2 separate regions of the Bombyx mori genome follow, and region 2 is linked to region 1. A link is a contact called in public Hi-C data. All regions are on one chromosome and are shown on one strand. Each heading gives the region's core, a stretch centred on a gene start, on an enhancer-like site or on the middle of the called end of the contact. The rest is flanking DNA. Distances are from core to core; before and after follow the strand shown. Region 1 overlaps LOC101738291 (bicaudal D-related protein homolog). Region 2 holds the start of LOC101738291 (bicaudal D-related protein homolog).

Region 1 (5,008 bases), core at 2,205-4,704:
CTAATATTTTTTTTTAATTATGCATTAAAAATATGTTAAATCAATAAAAATAAAAATTGCACACACTACCATGTATTTGACACACAAACACACACATAATAATATATATACTCTTTGTTTATTGTCAAACTTTTCTTATTCTTAAAGTCTGTGCTTAAATTGAAAATAGGTTTATCTTTAATATTATTTGTCTATAGTGCAGTCTTGCCGAAATCTGTGATTATAGAAGTATAATAGACTTTGACAATAGAATCATATTAATGTTCAAACTTAAAAATCAATTAATTATAATAATGCTATTGCGGGAGTCCTAGTGTTATTAGTTACCTTAAGGGAGCAATTTCCTTACCTATCCTTTAAAGGAGAAAATATTACAGCTTCATAGCAAAATAAACGTACTATTCACCTGTGCGAGTAATAAATATACGTATTTTAAAGGGGATTGCCCACTCTCCATAGTGTGCTAGGCCCAAGATGGACATCAAATATTACTATAAAAATGTACTGATTCAAATTCTTAAATGTATTGGATATCTAAAAAATATATTGAAATTGACGCCACTATTATAAAAAATATAATAAAAATAAAAACTCGTTTTGAGGTTAATTTTCTACATAAATAAGTGTCGGATTGTGAGATACTTCAAGAACTTTTCTTTTCTTAATGTTTAAGATGTTCCTAATGTATTTTTATCCAATAGGGTATAAAAAACACACTTAATTCTTTAAATATCTATATTTTCTTCATCTTCATACACAATTAGTATCATCTAAAAATAGCAAAGGAGAGCATATACACGGTTTTAAATCTCGGTCAGGGTAAAACCACAATTCACACAATGTCTTTTAGTCGTAGTATGAAACGTTATTGATAAAAGTAAAATAAATCGAAGAAAAATCAAAACACATCCATTTTGTACGCAAGCACAACACCACAAGCAGCAAGCGAAGTGTCAGTCGGTCAGATTAAATTCAGTGTTGTCAGTATAAAGAAAAATAATTACATGAAATTCATATATCGATTATTTTTTTAAATAACCGATAATTGATTTATATCTTAATCTTTTTTTTACGAGTACACATTATTTTTTATGTTTTTGTTTTTGTTGTACATATTTAAATAACAATACTAGTAAAGTTTTTTTATTGCTTAGATGGGTGGGCGAGCTCACAGCCACCCTGGTGTTGGTAAGTGGTTACTCGAGCCCACATACATCTACAACGTAAATGCGCCACCCACCTTGAGATATAAGTTCTAAGGTCTCAAGTATAGTTACAAGTTACAGTCCAATGGGTATGTCTTCGATGTTATTTTATGTGCATAAAATCCATTAAAATCGTTTGATTAATGATAATACTTAAAATGATTTATTTATATGTTTTATTTATATACTCAAAATATTTTTCATACGTAAAAGGATTTGAAGCTGGCAATATTTTTCCCGCAAAAATAAAAATCCTTGTTTTTTCAATAGAGTTACTTTTTTTAAACTATTTATTGTAAACTATAGTGGCGCTTATTTGCAAGAAAGTAAATGCATATTTATTTATGACAAAATTAATGCACTAAGTATTTTTTCTATAATCTATTGTCCGCTTTGGGCCTAAAATGGGCCATCCCCTTTAGTGTTTTAATTTTTATTACTCAATGCTATTTTTACATCCCGCAAGTAACGAACATATTATGCTAAGTACATATTTTCTTAAAAAAATTGGTCGACTAATATATATGTTAAGCGGTCACCGAAGCCCATGGACATTAGTATCGTAAATGCCGTCATGTTCTTGAGATATGAGTTTTAAGTCTCACTTTTTACACTACAAGAGTCGTCTTGCCCTTCAAACCGAAATGCATTACTGCTTCACGGCAGAAATAGGCAGGGTTGTGGCATCTACCCGTGCGGACTCCCAAAATGCCCTACCACTGGAAAAGTTACTGGTGGTACTGGCGGACCTCTTGTGAGTCAGCGCGGGTAGGTACCACCACCCTGCCTATTTCTGCAGTGAAGCAGTAATGCGTTTCGGTTTGAAAAGTGGGGCAGCCGTTGTAACTATACTTGAGACCTTAGAACTTATATCTCAAGGTGGGTGGCGCACTTACGCTGTGGATGTCTATGGGCTCCAGTAACCACTTAACACCAGGTGGGCTGTGAGTTCGTCCACCCATCTAAGCAATAAAAAAAAAAAAATTAAAAACTTTTTTCACTAGCCCATCTAATATAATTAAAAAATATTCTACTAATTCCACACCTGTACTTTTAGTTACCGCCGCATTCGCGTTCCGTGACAATCGACTATTGCAACCAAACATTATAGGTCTGAGCACGCGCGTCCCCGACTCCTAAAGCAACATAAGGCAATCGCACATGACTTAAAGACTACTGGTAGACAGTAGAGAGTTGAGCTGTTTAGTTGAACTTCGAGGATTTATGGAGCGCGCTGACCTGAGGAATAAAAGGACGTACCCTGCTAACCAGAACTCATGGGACGTTTGTAGCTGAAACAGGCAATAAGGTGGGCCAATCCTAGTTGGCATACCAGTTACTACGCAAATTTTTAAAGTGTTTCATTTTCATTACTCTATATCGTTCCCCCATCGTGGATCCATAAGGGACGTGTATAATATATAATGCTGCCTGCATACTCAAATACATCGGGACTTGTCTCCTTTTTAATACGCTTTTATTAGCTTCAGACGTATGTATGTATGTAACAGAATCTTTGAACATGGTTTTGATCCCCTTCCAAACGTCAGATTAACTCGAAATTTAGCATACTTATTACGGGTCGATGACAACTTAATATTTAAAAAAAAAAAGAAAAATTGAAATTTATTTAAAAAATGAATAATAAATAATAGTATAAAGAAACTAAAAAAATACGCTTTTATAGAAAATTCAACTAAAAAATAGAAAATAAATTTTAATAAATTTGAATTGAAAATAGTGTAAGAAAAAATGATTTCATTGTAAAAAAGCGTGGAGTGCTTTTCAGCATATTATCAAAATAACCCTTCTACTCATATCTGTTCATAAAATATTTATAACTATTATTTATTATTTTATTTATTTTATTAGTTATTTCTAACACAATTGTATCATTTCATACACTGGCTCTATCACCTATTAGGTTACTTCAAAATCGGATCAGCGCCGACAGATAGCCCATTGAGTTTCTCGCCGGATCTTCTCAGTGGGTCGCGTTTCCGATCCGGTGGTAGATTCTGCGAAGCCCTGCTCTTGCTAGGGTCAGTGTTAGCAACACTCCGGTTTGAGTCCCGTGAGCTCACCTACACACGTTAGGGTAAAGCTGAAATAGCCTCTCAAGGCTATCAGCATAGGTAGGAAACAAAAAAAAAGCCAACAGTTGTACCGACCAGTGCAGACCATTACAATTGTAACGGTCACTTATCATCATCAGCCTATAGCAGTCCACTGCTGGACATAGGCCTCCCCAATTGCTCGCCACTGAGCACTACCCTCGGCTTCTCTCATCCAGTTCATGCCAGCCACCCTGCACAGATCACCACTCCACCGAGCCTGAGGGCGTCCTGCACTACGTTTTCCAATTCGTGGTCTTCACTCGAGAACGCGTTTACCCCAACAATCACTTAAATGACACTTAATACAAGTTTGGCGATGATTTCAACGGTAATATATATTTCATAAAAGAATGTACCAAAAGACAAAACCCGATCAGCCATTCGTCGGGTTGTTGAAAAAACTGTGCTTGCTTTTATTCGGAACTACTATTTTACAATACATTTTTAAATTTACTAGTTATACAATTACTAAAGTTACATTTTTAGCCAGTATTTTATTTATTAAGTAATTTAACAACCTAAAAGCACATAATATTATTATCTGCAACACGCTTCGTCAGATTATAGAAACAATACAAGTTGTAACTAAAATGTCCATATAAGACAATGGACATGTCTTCATAGCTTCATAAAGTAAGTGCTTGATAGTAGCGTAAATGTCCTTCGAGCGTCTCTCTGTTGTGATTCCGTCGTCGACCTATATCTAACACACTTCGGTCATGTGTTTCGTGAAAATTCTCGTTTGATATCACTACACCTGCAACAATTGGTATTGCAAGGTACGCCCATACCTTTTCTAAAGTATCAAAAACAGCTTAGCGACTTCAAACAAACAAATGCAATTTAAACAAGTATCAAATGTTTGGATGCATTACAATTACATTACATTAACTTTGTTTCAGTTCTTTACCGAGTGTCAGCTTTGTAAGTCAGTGAAAGTGACACAATAAAAGCTCGTATTATTCTTAAATCATAACATCGTATCAATTTGGATATGCCACTGACAGTGTCTAAGAATGGCCATTGTGAAAACGTCCTACATGACTGTGTAATCAAAAGATGTACTCTAGCCAGATTTAGTTCAGGGCTGTCAGTAGCCATGATTTCAATTTAGAGGGACGCGTAGCTTGTTGACTGGAAGCTACAGTTGGTTCGGACTTTTTCTAAGATATACATTTAACGTTTGGTTTACTTGTGAACCCTAAAGGGTGTCGGCGTTATCTGTTGTGAAATCATTCATTTAGAAATTCAAGCCAATGTCTTCAGGTGAAAGAGATTTCTACTATTCTCCCAGAACTAGGTAGCTTATGATTGTTTTATTGAAATGGTATACATTCACCATTGCCACTGCGTTACGACAAATGCATTGGTATCCATTTAGTGTAGAATCCGGAAATTGTGAAAACAATGTAATAATTCGCAAAAAGTAAATCTTTATAGAACGTGGCAGCCCTGAGTTTTGTTCTTACGGTTCATGGGTTCACATAAGTCGTTCAACGTGTCTGAACTGGGTCGGTGAACACTATACAATGGCTTTCGTCAACCCTATTTCTGTGGAGTTTCTAGTAGGAAATACTAGTACTTATTACTCTCTTATTCATATGAGATTACGCTGATTTCTGAATTATACTGCGATGGCTGGTGGTGTGATGATGAAGAGGTTTGTAGACAAATAGTTCCTAGAAA
Region 2 (4,804 bases), core at 1,423-3,922, 68 kb before region 1:
GAGGCGACCGGGTTGCGGTACCTCGGTCTCGTACTGGACGGTCGTTGGAGCTTCCGCGCTCACTTTGAGAGATTAGGTCCCCGACTGATGGCGGCCGCCGGCTCGCTGAGTCGGCTGTTGCCGAACGTCGGGGGGCCTGACGTGGTGGTGCGCCGCCTCTACACGGGGGTGGTGCGGTCGATGGCACTGTACGGGGCTCCCGTGTGGTGCCACGACCTGACCCGCGACAACGTTGCGGCGTTGCGACGTCCGCAGCGCGCGATTGCGGTCAGGGCGGTTCGTGGATACCGCACCGTCTCGTTCGAGGCGGCGTGCGTGCTAGCTGGGACGCCTCCCTGGGACCTGGAAGCGGAGGCGCTCGCTGCGGATTACGCGTGGCGATGCGATCTCTGCTCCAGGGGGGAGCCGCGTCCTGGCGCGGCGGAAGTTCGAGCGCGGAAGCTTCAATCTCAGCGTTCCGTGCTCGAGGCGTGGTCTCGCCGCCTGGCGGACCCCGCCTACGGGCGACGGACCGTCGAGGCGATCCGCCCGGTCCTCTCGGACTGGGTGAATCGCGACCGAGGACGTCTCACCTTCCGAGCGACGCAGGTGCTCACGGGACACGGCTGTTTCGGTCGCTACCTGCACCTCGTCGCCCGGAGGGAGCCGACTCCGAAGTGCCACCACTGCAGTGGCTGCAACGAGGACACGGCGGAGCACACGCTCGCGTACTGCCCCGCTTTCGCGGAGCAGCGCCGCGTCCTCGTTGCAAAAATAGGACCGGACTTGTCGCTTCCGACCGTCGTGGCTACGATGCTCGGCAGCGACGAGTCCTGGCAGGCGATGCTCGACTTCTGCGAGTCCACCATCTCGCGGAAGGAGGCGGCGGAACGGGAGAGGGAGAGCTCTTCTTCCCTCTCGGCGCCGTGCCGCCGCCGTCGGGCCGGGGGCCGGAGGAGGGCGTTTGTCCAGCTCCAGCCCCTATGAGGAGGCAGTCTCCTCCCGGTGATGGTCACGGGGCGACCTAAGGGGGTTGAGGCTGCGCCGCACGCTACCGTCACTCTAGCGCGCTGGCACCAGGAGGACGGGACGGCGCGTCGGCGGCTGCGGACTGCGATGCGGTCCGCATTTTCGTCGTCGCTGTCGTCGCCGAACATACTGTTGAAGAGCAACCCGGTCGGCGGTGTATCGCGTTCCGACCCGGCAGGCTGGTTCTGGCCCAGCGGGGTATCCCGGAACACCAGCGGCACCGCCCGGGCGGCCTGGTAGGGCCGCCGTACCGCGGAGACTGACGTCGTTGGTCGTCGACTATCGCCTCGACGACCCGTCAGTCGGGCGTCCTCGGGGTGGCGTGACCTTAGAACTTATATCTCAAGGTGGGTGGCGCATTTACGTTGTGGATGTGTATGGGCTCCAGTGACCACTTAACACCAGGTGGGCTGTGAGCTCGTCCAACCATCTAAGCAATAAAAAAAAAGAAAAAGAAAAAATACGCTTTGAAAAACATCGATTCGTACAATAACCATAATAATAGCCTCTTTTGGTATTATGAGATCATTTCCCGACTTAGTCAGCATTAATAAAAAAGTTTTAAAATTTGTTCAATTTTAATCCTCTCTCCATATTACCTTGATATTTATTGTCCTTGTCTAGCACTAAGGTTTTTGAATCACCTGATTGTTTGTCTCCGTTGCACCTGGTGAATTAAGGCAAAGATTAGATAATAATGACAGACCAGTTTTGGTGATAAAGCTTAATATGAAAAAAATCAATTCTGAGTGTAAAGTGATGTTAAATTGGTACGTATTTTTGGAAATTTTCAGCAATTTGCTTAATTAATATGTAACACCATCTATGTCTATGAGTTGATAAAAAAGTTATGTTATTTTATGTTACATTTTTAAAATATCGGGCTACGAAATAGAATGTTTCTTTATGGATTCTTTTCTCTGATACTATACTAACAATTATTTTATTTTATTTTATTTTATTTATTAAACACACAATACACATCACAAGCTAAAAAGATACATAAAAACACAAGTAAAAAGAAACAAAATCTGGCTTACAACATAAGCCATGTGCGCACGACTACGCAAGACAAAGTGCTGAGTTTGTACATAGTGGTCCTTACATCTATACGACAAAACAACACGATAATAAAAACTAATCTAACTTTTAATGTAAGGAAATAATTTTATTCACAAGCTACAATTAAACAATTACACTACTTAACTTCAGTAGTAGTTTCTTTTGTAAACTTAAGCAATACTTATTAAGGACATCATTCATGGTCGTAGAACGGATAGGTGTAATAAAGTGAGTTCTAACCCACAAACCACAGCCCACTGAGTTTCTCGCCGGATCTTCTCAGTGGGTCGCATTTCCGATTAAGTGGTAGATTCTGCGAAGCACTGCTCTTGCTAGGGCTAGCGTTAGCAACATCGTCAGGTTTGAGAACCGTGAGCTATCCTATTAGCCCGGCGACGCTGACATGGTCTCTCTAGACCAGCGGTCGGGGAACATTATTAATTATTGCCCCAATTTTTTTTGTGTATTAACAAAAAAAAAACTTGTTAGGCTACGCAGACATAGCCTCTCAAGGCTACCTAGCCTTAGATAGGAAGAAAAAAGTAATAAAAATAAAAAAAAGATATTTTTTTTTCGTCTCTTATCGTTGCTTAATCTTTGAGCATCGCAACGCGTTCCGGCTCGGGAGGTTTCATACAGCGTTGTTGTGACCGATCCGTTGTCGAGGCAACATCGGCGCTGTGGTTCGCGCCGCGCGTTTATTGACATAACAATATTAACCGCGATACGTGCTCCGCGCTGTGCTGTGCTGTGTCAGTGTTGTGAAAATGTTACCGTAACATTAAAATGGCATTAAAAAAGGATTTCGATCTACCGAAGAACATATTCAAAATCAAAATCCCAAAAAACGTGAAAGTCCAACAGGCGTTCGAAAAAATATTCAAGAAGAGTAACTACACTAAAATCGCGCAGAGTTAATTCGGTTTGTTAACGTTTTTGTTTCATGTTAAATGGCCGGTGAGTTTAGTGCTTATAATATCAGTAGAAGTAGAAATTCCGAAATAGAACCGCCCGATCGTGACCAGTCCCCAAATTTCATAACCGATGCCACTGAGTTTATCGGTAAAGGTGATATAAGAAATTCGACCCCAATAAAGAAACACCGAAGAAGCAGAAGCAGAAGTGGCAACAGAAAGACCCCTATAGCTCTCAGCTTGTCTGATGAGAACTTCTATGAAGAACTAGAGGAATACGTCAGAGAAATGTCGGCGGTTAGAGATACAAGCGCGAATATGGACGCGAACACCGAGCAAGACGTGTGGACTCAACTACAGCAGAAGGAATCTGACCTTCTGCTTGCTGCGGAACTGGGGAAGGCTTTGCTAGAGAAAAACGAAGAGCTAAAGAAGGAACAAGAAAGGATCGCTGAGGAGTACTCCAAAAAAGTCGAGGTGAGTTATTTGTGTTCAAACTTTTTTTTAATCTATTTTTTATTGCTTAAATGGGTGGACGAGCTCATAGACAGCTACAACGTAAATGCCTTACCTTGTGATGTGAGTTCTAAGGTCTCAGTATAGTTACAATTATTAGTTATTTATTACACAAAAATATTATTCTTAATGTTGTTATACCATAAGCAGAAAAATATTTAAGAAATGCCGTGTTTATTTAGTTTTGATTAACTTAAAATAACATGCAAAGAAAAATACTTTAATATATCTAAATGTTGTTTTGGCGATGTTAACGGTACTATTATAGAAATATAACGTTATAATTTCGGTAACATGCGCTGTTTTACACCTTTATGTTTAAGCTTGCAAGTAAGAAATCGAGACTGTAACTGCTAACAATGAGTTATAGGAATCTCAGTTCTATACACTCTTGTATAAATGTCATGTTTCTCTGATTTAGTATTAGCGTTGCTACATTTAAGGATTGCGTTGTGTGAATGTTGCAATACGAAGCGAACTATCTCGATTTCGGATGAATAAAAAGTTTTAATGAAAATCAAAATATATACCATGTGTTTTTTTATTCCCGTCGACGGGCATATAATGCGCATGGTAAATGGACGCCGACGTCGCCCAAAACAAGTCATCTCGGATCCTCCCGAATCACTAACGGTGCTTTTAGGTACCTCAAGCACCGGTCATCGTTCTCGTCGAACCCGTCGCTTGCGACGAAGGGCTTGGCGAGTAAATTAACCCATAGACAGCCCACTGAGTCTCTCGCCGGATCTTCTCAGTGGGTCGCGTTTCCGATCCGGTGGTAAATTCTGCGAGGCACGGCCCTTGCTAGGGTTCGTGTTAGCAACATATTCAGGTTTGAGCTCTGTGAGCTTACCTAATAGCCCGGCGACGCTGACATATTCTCTCTAGAGTACTCTAGACCATCAGCTTAGGTAGGAATAAAAAAAAAGTAAATGGTTGCTACAGTCCTTGGACACCGGCGAGCTAAGCTTTATTATTCATTTAATAAAACTAGTTTTTAATGACGAGTTGTATAGCTGGTCACAATGAAACATATTAAGTATCGTTTTATTTAATGATTATTTCCTATAACTGATGAGTAAGAACTCAATGGCAGGTTGTAAATTAGTGATAATTATAACGATTTCTTTACGTTTTTCAAATATTAATTCATCTTACAATATACTTTTATAAATCGTGGCTAAAAAGGTAAGATGTCTGGTCTATTCGTATAAATAGACCGATGCGCCTATGAAATCCCGAAGGCAGGTACCAATTTTTCTAAACAAAATTTCTACTATGAGAAATTACACAATACTTAATTA

The links. A called contact is a pair of places that touch in the nucleus more often than the background predicts.
Region 2: a contact with region 1 is called in a Hi-C map of whole pupa, with 2.6 times the contacts expected there. The contact joins the promoter of LOC101738291 here to the enhancer-like site in region 1. A contact is called at or near these places in 2 of 7 Hi-C or Micro-C datasets (posterior silk gland and whole pupa).

Annotation. Positions count from the first base shown.
Region 1 is chr16:13,007,202-13,012,209 of ASM3026992v2, reverse strand. The region is part of intron 1 of LOC101738291 (bicaudal D-related protein homolog); the gene reads left to right. Among protein-coding and RNA genes, the nearest start is that of LOC101738429, 46 kb to the right of the region's middle. Within about 2 kb of position 3,454, at least 4 of the 8 cell types and tissues checked have open chromatin away from gene starts, as enhancers often do.
Region 2 is chr16:13,074,351-13,079,154 of ASM3026992v2, reverse strand. It overlaps LOC101738291 (bicaudal D-related protein homolog), which reads left to right and starts at 2,672. Exons shown (of 9, transcript XM_038016571.2): 1 at 2,672-3,461. The coding sequence starts at 3,021. LOC101738158 (coiled-coil domain-containing protein 63) reads right to left here and starts at 1,679. Exons shown (of 11, transcript XM_062673146.1): 1 at 1,608-1,679.